Linked DNA regions of Mus musculus: all the other regions are linked to region 2. A link is a contact called in public HiChIP or PLAC-seq data. All regions are on one chromosome and are shown on one strand. The core of a region is the stretch at or near the end of the contact, and the rest is flanking DNA. Distances in the headings are between cores, read along the strand shown.

Region 1 (2,899 bases), core at 108-2,607, 140 kb after region 2:
CACTTCACAATGACCACAGGACATGAAATTCCCAACACATAAAAACGAGGAATGAAGAAATCAATTGTATTAAATTATAATATACTGCATACATGCACTAAATTGCCATACATAACAAGAAAAGATGTAGCCATACAGTCTCAATAATGAGTTACAATTAAAAAGGAGAAATATGTACATGGATATGAAGCAAGAGTTAGCATACTGTGGAGCTAGGTTGAAATTGGCAGTATCTCTATTCCATCTACGTCATGAGCAGACAGATGGATGATAGATGCCCTATCAGATCTCAGCAATGACCTCTTTTAAGGGATTAAATAGGGGAATCACGGTTTAGGGCCATTACAGAGCCAGTAAGCTGCACACTTCGGCCCCAGGTTCAAGGTTGGCTAATGATGTGCTTCTCATGTATCCACAGCACTTGCCCCCTGTATCAAGTCCTGGTGGGGTCATTTCATGGGTCAAATAATTGGAGCATGATTTCATCACCTGTGAATATAATTAAAACTAACAGCCTCGGTGTTGGGGAAAATCTCGGCACAGTCTTCTACTACTACTAAAATGGATACGAAACTCCAGTAAACTTGATGTTTCTCTTACAAGTTAAATTAAAAACTCACAAATGAATAACTTCAGGATGAAGCAGAGGCAACTTTATATTAGAAGAGTCATTGTTAGAATTTTCTTTGAGGGAGAAATTCTCTTTATATTCTTTTAACAGCCTTTGTTGAAATGTTTTTAAATGCAACTTACATCAAAAATTTTCTGAACAAGAGAGATGGAAAGAAGTCTATTTTTTTTTTTACTATTTATAAAAACTGCTTGGTATTTGGTTGATAGACAGTCATTCAGGATAGGATCCTAGCACCAAAAATCCAAAAGATTAGACTGAGTCCTCCTAATGTGAAGTAATCTAACCAGATAAGAACTGCATCAACAAATAAATTCCATCCATTGAACACTGACAAGCTATAGTTTGTTATTAACGTCTATAAATATTTACCTACCTTGTTAAGGCCTAAATTGTGGATTGCAATTCACAGAACATATAGTTTTCCTATCTCCATGCTGTTTTGTCAATTGGTGAGAAAGCATTCACAATTAGTGTGTTGTCTTCCTAAATGTTCTGAGTTCCATGCAATAACAAAACAGATTCTGAATATCTTAGGCATTAGTAAATGAGCAGGGTACAGGTATTGGTATTCAAAAATTAATGCCACACTCTCTTCTGAGATTTGGTAGCTACAAAACACACATCTGCAATGACAATGAAAATAAAAATCCAAAGAGCCAATGCTTATGCAATACATAATGTATGCACCACAGGGCACACCTGTGGAAATGGAGGGTGTAACATCAAGTACACTTTCTGAGAAGATGTGCAGACCTTACAAGTATATTGAAATAAGAAACACCAAGAGGAAGGGTACAGTAACTTTGAGCAGAAACAAGCATAAAATAATCTCATAAGACTTTATATCTTTACAATTCTACTTTTATATTTCATTAAAATTATGAGATAAGTGTTGTTTTCAAATATGATGTTCTAATAAAGTTCCTTTTTGTGACAAGGGTCACGGAAACCCTAGGAGATTACTGCTGACACCTAGTGGCATGATGTTTAAATGCTTAATGCGCTTAAAGAGAGATGATACAGACTATGCATAGTGTATAATACATGCATACATACATACATGCATACATACACACATACACACATACATACGTATACATATATATGGAAGAACTGAATTACAAACTATTAATTTCAGTCCAGGTATTTAATTTTCAGTCAATTGAGTCTCCTTCATGACTAGTCCCTCAATATTGAATAAATTAAAACTACCATGTCTGTTAACCCTTAAGAAAACCAATTCCTTCAAATCTCCTTAGTCTTTTTCTGGATATTGGCAATGGGAACCCCAACTCATAATAAATCTACTTTAACCTCAATAGGTTTTATTTTATCCCAACTTCTCAAAGACCCAGGTTTGACATTCAGTGTTTACATAACGTAGAAGCCTTGTCTACCATCGAGCAGGGTGTGTTAAATCTCACTCCACATTCAAATGCTGGCACACCCAAAATGGCCATGAAACTGCCACACATGATCCCAGAGGATCAGATATATGACACTTGTGCATGGTAGGACAGGGCTTCTTCAAGGGTCTCTAGTATCCACATGGATGATGAGACAGAAAACACAAAAGAAACTGAAATGATTATGACATTAACCAAGACCCTACAGATAATTTCTATCAGATGCAACAATTGTGTGTGTGTGTATGTGTATATAAGAATGTGTAACAAAAGAAAGACACTCTATTTCTAGATGCACTTTTCTGCTACAGCACTACAGCACTTGGGAACACAGCAGGTAAAAATTAAATTAATAAATTAATACATAACTATTTACTTTTATTAATTTTTGTGTAAGATGTAAAACAGGAAAAGGTCACAAAAGACACTGACTTTTCTCTTAGTCCAAAGTAACTTTTCTGAGTAACTCAGGTTAGACATTTCATCAACAACATGTGCAGTGTGGCACACACAATGACAAATGCAGTGTGGCCCACAACAATGGGTGACAAGATTGGCCATCTTCCTAGGGCCCAAAGTATGTCCCACCCGTGAATTTATAAATTACTGGATTGTCAGTATGATTTTATTCTTATTGAAAATATGTGATGAAAATAGTATATGTTCTCCAGATAAGCCTAATTAATGCAGAGCATAGCTAAGTTATAGCTCTCATAGTACAAAGGAATCTTTCAGCCTTTTAAATGCTCCTTCAATGAAAATCTTGGAGAATCAAAGAGCATGCATATTCATTCAAAGGATATCTATATTACACATTGGAGTGAAGGCAAATGGAAAACAACATATTTTCAAAATTATA
Region 2 (2,700 bases), core at 142-2,641:
ACTCAGCAGGGACCTCATTGCAGTCTGTTCATATATACAACCCAGCATCCCAATGTGAGTATATAAAAGATCAGATCAATTGCAGTAGATACGAAAACCAAGCTAACAATTGCTGTCTCCACCTTTGTCTGTGTCCCATGCATATTTTACTGACTTTGTTATTTCAGTTCATAGCCCCAAGTTCCAACTGCTAGTATTTGCATCTCTTGGCATAGAGACCACCCTCGACCATTGGCAGCTTCAATGTTCAGTCAACTTGGCCAGACAAAGGAACACAGTGATGGTGTCTACTAGTCAACTATACACATGCAAGGCCAAACTAGAGAACAATACCCATGCCTGCTTCCCTTCAAGAGGAAAAGCTTTGCATCACATGTTCTATTCTGGTGTCTAGGGTTCACACAAGGCAGAAGCTAAGATAGTGATTCCTTTTATCACCAGCTTTCCTGCCTCCACTTCATTTCATCACTTCTTCATTTGTATTTCCCCAAACTGACTCTCAAACCACTTGTCCATAGGCCTGCCTGAGGTCTGACATAGAGAAGGCCATGCTGAGCTGTCTTCCTCCACACTGTTTTTGAGCTTCCCTCCTCGGCAAGGGGGAGTACCACAAGCCCAACTGCATTGGCTAAAACACAAAGTGAGACCTTTGTCCTCTATTCCTCCCTCCTAGTCAACGATTCCTAAGTCTTAGAAGCACTGCCTAACAAAGAGTTTCAAATCATTTCTTTTCCATCATCTCCATCAATAATCCCATCCAGTTTTCTAGACTTCCACGTATCAGTGGGCTAGTGGTAGCACATCCCCCACTTGTAGAATAGGTACTACTTAACTAAATGCACCTTATCTCCCTACTCCCCGCCCTGCATGCTCTAACAACATACTAACATTAACAACGTTCATTTTTTTTTCTTTCTAGAAATTCAAAAGCCTCCTCCCACTCCCCCACTGAGAGTTTCAGAACCTGTTAATCCCCTGGAATCTTTGCACTCTCAAGGGACCCTGTCATTTCTTTTGCCTAAGCTGTAAGTGTAGCTGAAGGAAGGGGCTATTACAGGTGGGTGTGCTTTGAATAACCATTTGAATAATACTTTAGAATCACTGGAGAACTGAACATCTCTTCTGAGAATGATTCGAGGTAAAATACATTCAGGATCCAAATAGCAAGCAACAGAATGGCTTCATCTCAAGCTAAAGACAATAGGTGGCGAATGGGTTAGGAGTTCAGCCTGCAGATGATGCCTACATCCTTACAGGAAAGGAATCCCCCAGCATGCTCTGGCACACTGTGAAAGAGGAACAGGGGGCTGACAAAGTGCTGGCAAGGGTATCATGCTTAGGGAGCTACTTCAGCAGCCCAGGTGCAAGCATGCTTGTAAAGACAGCAGCTGTGGCTTGAAGAGGAGGGGTTCACCCAAAGATGTTCTGGAGGGGGAGTCTGCAAAGTCTGAGAACAGCGCAGTCTGTCTCTATATTTATTAGACACTGAACAGCTGTAAACTAGTATTTTACAGCTCATTTATATAGACTCCAAGGCCAACTTCAGTTGGGTAAGGATTTTAAGAGTAGTGGAATAAAACTTAAAAGTGTTCCCATGTTCTGCCTACAAGCAGCATATGTACATTTGTATGCCCACACACATGTAATCACAAACATTTCTTATTCAGCAACAATGAAAAGTATTTAGCTTTTGGTGGCTAATGAGGATATAAAGACGTTAGTGTAGAACAGGTTGTTATTGCTCTGTAAATTGTTGGATAAAGTTGATGGTTAATCTTAAGATTTATTTTTAATTTTGATTATGTATGTATGCCTGGAATGGGGTTGGGGTGTTTACAAATATGAGTACAGGTGCCATGGGACCAGAAGGGGGCATCAGATCCCCTAGAGCAAGAGTCACACACAATTATGAATCATTTGACATGGGTGCTCAGGACTGAACTTGGGTCCTTTTCAGGAACAAATGTACTCTTGTCCACTGAGCCACTGGCTCTCTAGCTTGATGTTAGTAAAATTTTGATTGTCAATTTGGCAGAATTTGGAATCACCTAGGAGATCAATTTTCAAGTACTTCTATGAAGATGTTTGTAGGGAATTTTGACTGAGGTGGAAGACACCTCTTTTCCCTGGACTGTAGTGTGGTGTCTCCACACTATACAATACAATCGTACACAAAGAGAAGAGAAAAATGAAAGGAGTGCATTCTCTCTGCACTTCTTGTAAGGATGTGATGCAACCAAGTGCCTCATATGCCTGCTGCCACAGATATTGCACCCAGCACCAAAATACTTTCCTGATCATGTGTCACCTGTCACCGTGGACCGTGTCATCTAATTGTGAATCAAAAATATCACCTTTCTTCCTTAAGTTCTTTATCTGAATTAAGAAAAGAAACTAATAGAGTATAGAAAAGAAACCTTGACACTTTGCCACCTCACAATTGAAAGACAAGACACCATCAGCAACCAGATCTTCAGCTGGCTAGAGGAACGTTTTGTCCACTCATCTATAAGTAGAAAAGGGTGTAATTTCCAAGAGGGACAAAGATTATTCTTCTTGTTCCACTCTAATCTGATCTAGAAATGTCTTTGGTTCAGGTACATCCTGTCCTTGTTTTCTGGGTCACCTCTCTATAACTAGGGCATCTCACTGCTAGGCTCCTTGCTCCAGATGGAATCAAAGCTGTATTTCAGTGGGATT
Region 3 (2,942 bases), core at 88-2,587, 200 kb before region 2:
TGGAAAATTCGAACTTGGACTCACTCTTGGGCAAATGAACCCAGGAAGAAGTCTGAAATTTCATCCCTTAATTTGACATGGAGGGTACAGAGACCTGTGATTCTGAGAAGGTTAACAGGACATGAGAAACACCATAACTCCAAATGCTGTCCTTTAATTATGAAGCAACAGGCACAATTATGTGACTGTAAAAGACCATGGAAAGCAAAGATACTCTTAGGTCCATCTTGGGAATAATAGTCTTCCATCCTGAAGTCTTAGCTTATGATACAGCAGAGGGTTGAGACCCACCCTACCCCTGTTTCCCGAGGGGATACCAGAAAGTCTGTACATTCATCAATCATAAGTCAATTATTTTCTATTAATTGTTTTGACTGAAGGTGAAAATAACGTGGCAATATTCACCTACTTAAAGAACTCAAGGCATTAGCATACAGATGTGCCAAGATAAGGTTTGATCAAAAAAAAGGTATTTCTGAAATATTTTCCTTTACAGGATAAATCAGATTAGTAATCAATTAGGAGTTAAAATCAGGTTTGCATCCATCACCAGCAGAGAATGATGGAGGAGAAGCATGGAATCAGTAGATGGAAGGCCTTTTGAATATCTATCTCTTTCTTACTTTCCTTTGCAATACTGGGGTTAACCCAGAATGTTAGGCATAAGAGACACATTTTTTTTTCCCCAATGAGCCAGGGCCCTGTTCAAATAATTCACAAGTGTCAATCTAGAATATAAGAACTAACTTCATCTTTCTAAACAGGAGTTTGATGATGGGCTAATTCAAGCAGTAATACTTCCTGCCTGCAGACCAGAAGTGGCCTGACTCAGGACAGCTATGCCTAAAATATCTCTAGTAAGGAATCCACAAAAGAGCAGTTCCCTGTAAGGCCACAGCAGGTCACCAGAGTAAAGCCATATTGTCCCCTGAGCCCCCAGAGTTCTCTTCACTGCCTCCTCCCAGGCAAAGCTACTCTGTTGGTGCTCAAAGGGGCTAAAAAACATTCACAGCCTGGGGATGCTGCAAACTGAAGGGTTGCTGAAGAAGCTGGTATTTAGCTCTCAGCCTTGCCAGCATCAGGAGTGGAGCAGCTGTGAGTTTTCCAGGGTTTTTTATTTTATTTTTTCAATTTTTTTTTACAACTTCTTCCCTTCAGCAAGAAAGATTTGTTGTTTCCCTGCCAGACTCCTGCTACATTTGTCTGTTTATTAGCTTAGCTGCATACTCTGTCTAGTAGCCAAGATCGTCATGGCGATAGCCACTTGTTTACAATCTGTGTTTAAATAAATTAACTCCCAGTCAATTATCAGCTACATATCTTTATTTCAATAGAAACTCCGACATCACAGAAGACAGGCCTCTTAGTGGAGGTAATCCCAGACAACAAGAATGACCAGCACAGAAGATGAAAGGAACATTGCAGGACCATTTCCCAAATCAAAGGAAAAAGAAATCTATTGTAAAAAGGGATGTTATTTTCACAGTTTCCCTCCCTCCACCCTCCCTCCTTCCCTCCCTCCCTCCCTCCATCCACCTTCCCTCCTCTCTTTCTCTCTCCCTGTAAGCAAGGTTGCTAGGAATCCAGATCTACTTTTTCATAGCAATTTAGCACCACACGATCCTGCAGATCTTTAGCTGAGTCAAAGGACTATCATCAAACTACTTAGAAAGACAGCAAGATTTAGACTAGCAGTCACAGGGATTGGTTCTTATCTCTTACAGAGACAAAAGACCAGTTCTCTAAAACATGTGAAGCACAGGCTTCTTTATATCATTAATAGTTTCTGAAAATATTCAATAATTTCTTACAATGTCTTTGAAGAAAATGCATGGGAGTAAAAAGGAATATAGAAATCACTCTATCAATCTGGTATTATAAAATATTTTCCATAACTGTTACACCCTCATTAATGTATTTATCACTACTTTATAATAGCAAAATAAGCATATTACTCACAAGCCATTGAGCCTCAACCATGAGTAGACCTCATGTGATGTAAACACTGGTTAAGTACTATTGGGAACCTTTCTGACAACATTGAAGTCATTTAAGAATACCTATTCCACTGTTATTTTTTCAAGATTTAAGAGAGCTAGAATGTTAATGCTTACAAAATTATGGTTTTACTCTCAAGATTAAATTTGCATTTCTTGTTGCAAAGCATTTTACCAATCTTCTCAATCTAAGCTCCAAGTCCAGAATGGAAAGAAGGGCCTGAGACTCCCCAGATTATGTTTCCACTGTCACAACTGTTTCTTCTTTAGGCTTTCTTAATAGGGAACGTCTGTAAACACTGAAAGATGCTGTCTCTCTCTCTCACTGATCACCCTTCTGCCTGTCCTCCCTGCAGTGGCGCTGAGACCACCTGGCAGTATTTCCAGCGCTGCAGCACTATTCCAAACCTGCTAGGGCCACCCCTGGGCCAGCCTTTCCTGCTCCCTATGTGAAGTCTTTGCTCTCAGGCCTCAGCCAGGGTTACTGCCAACACTCATTGGATATCAGTTAAAGCCAACTCCACTGGTCATTTCCTTCCAAAGTCCAAGTGTTGGTAGTGTTTCCTGTTGTCTCCCTTCTGTTGCCTGGGACCTCAATGTCAATTTAAAGGGCTCATTTGACATTTTCTAGAGCCACAGGAGCTTCTGGCATAATAAATGATTCCTTTAAATACTGTATTCAGATAGGTAGTGTGGTTGCCTTCTCCCTGGGCAGGAGGACTGTGATAACTCTCCTAGAGAGTTAGAGTAGTTGCCACTGTCTTTACTTCACATACCTAACATTTGCTTAACCTTTTGGTAGAATGGAAGAAACCCTGGGACTTGAACTCAGAATTCAAGCTTCAATGCCAGTAATGTTCCTGCAGAAATTCTTTGCACCTATAAAATATGCAAAGTACTTTAAAAACTACCCTGACAGTCAAACCTTTAAAAAGAATATGGGAG

The links. HiChIP or PLAC-seq counts read pairs in DNA pulled down with a chosen protein or histone mark.
Region 1: a contact with region 2 is called in a Foxp3 HiChIP or PLAC-seq map of regulatory T cells, with 4 times the contacts expected there. The contact joins two enhancer-like sites. A contact is called at or near these places in 2 of 15 datasets of contacts at CTCF or cohesin (CD8 T cells and pro-B cells), 9 of 484 Hi-C or Micro-C datasets (the Ba/F3 cell line, CD4 T cells, CD8 T cells and 5 more) and 2 of 115 datasets of contacts at active chromatin or transcription factors (CD8 T cells and regulatory T cells).
Region 3: a contact with region 2 is called in an H3K27ac HiChIP or PLAC-seq map of regulatory T cells, with 5 times the contacts expected there. The contact joins two enhancer-like sites. A contact is called at or near these places in 2 of 15 datasets of contacts at CTCF or cohesin (CD8 T cells and pro-B cells), 10 of 484 Hi-C or Micro-C datasets (the AML12 cell line, B cells, the Ba/F3 cell line and 7 more) and 3 of 115 datasets of contacts at active chromatin or transcription factors (CD8 T cells, a beta-TC-6 cell line and regulatory T cells).

What each region holds. Positions count from the first base shown.
Region 1 is chr8:81,477,574-81,480,472 of GRCm38.p6, reverse strand. The region is part of intron 2 of Inpp4b (inositol polyphosphate-4-phosphatase, type II); the gene reads right to left. Among named protein-coding and RNA genes, the nearest start is that of Gm51582, 140 kb to the right of the region's middle. Within about 2 kb of position 1,357, at least 6 of the 459 cell types and tissues checked have an H3K27ac peak or open chromatin away from gene starts, as enhancers often do. A contact at or near this core is called in regulatory T cells, where this site is marked.
Region 2 is chr8:81,613,507-81,616,206 of GRCm38.p6, reverse strand. All of the region lies in intron 2 of Inpp4b (inositol polyphosphate-4-phosphatase, type II), which reads right to left. Among named protein-coding and RNA genes, the nearest start is that of Gm51582, 270 kb to the right of the region's middle. Within about 2 kb of position 1,391, at least 18 of the 459 cell types and tissues checked have an H3K27ac peak or open chromatin away from gene starts, as enhancers often do. A contact at or near this core is called in regulatory T cells, where this site is marked.
Region 3 is chr8:81,810,571-81,813,512 of GRCm38.p6, reverse strand. The region is part of intron 7 of Inpp4b (inositol polyphosphate-4-phosphatase, type II); the gene reads right to left. Among named protein-coding and RNA genes, the nearest start is that of Gm25267, 340 kb to the left of the region's middle. Within about 2 kb of position 1,337, at least 48 of the 459 cell types and tissues checked have an H3K27ac peak or open chromatin away from gene starts, as enhancers often do. A contact at or near this core is called in regulatory T cells, where this site is marked.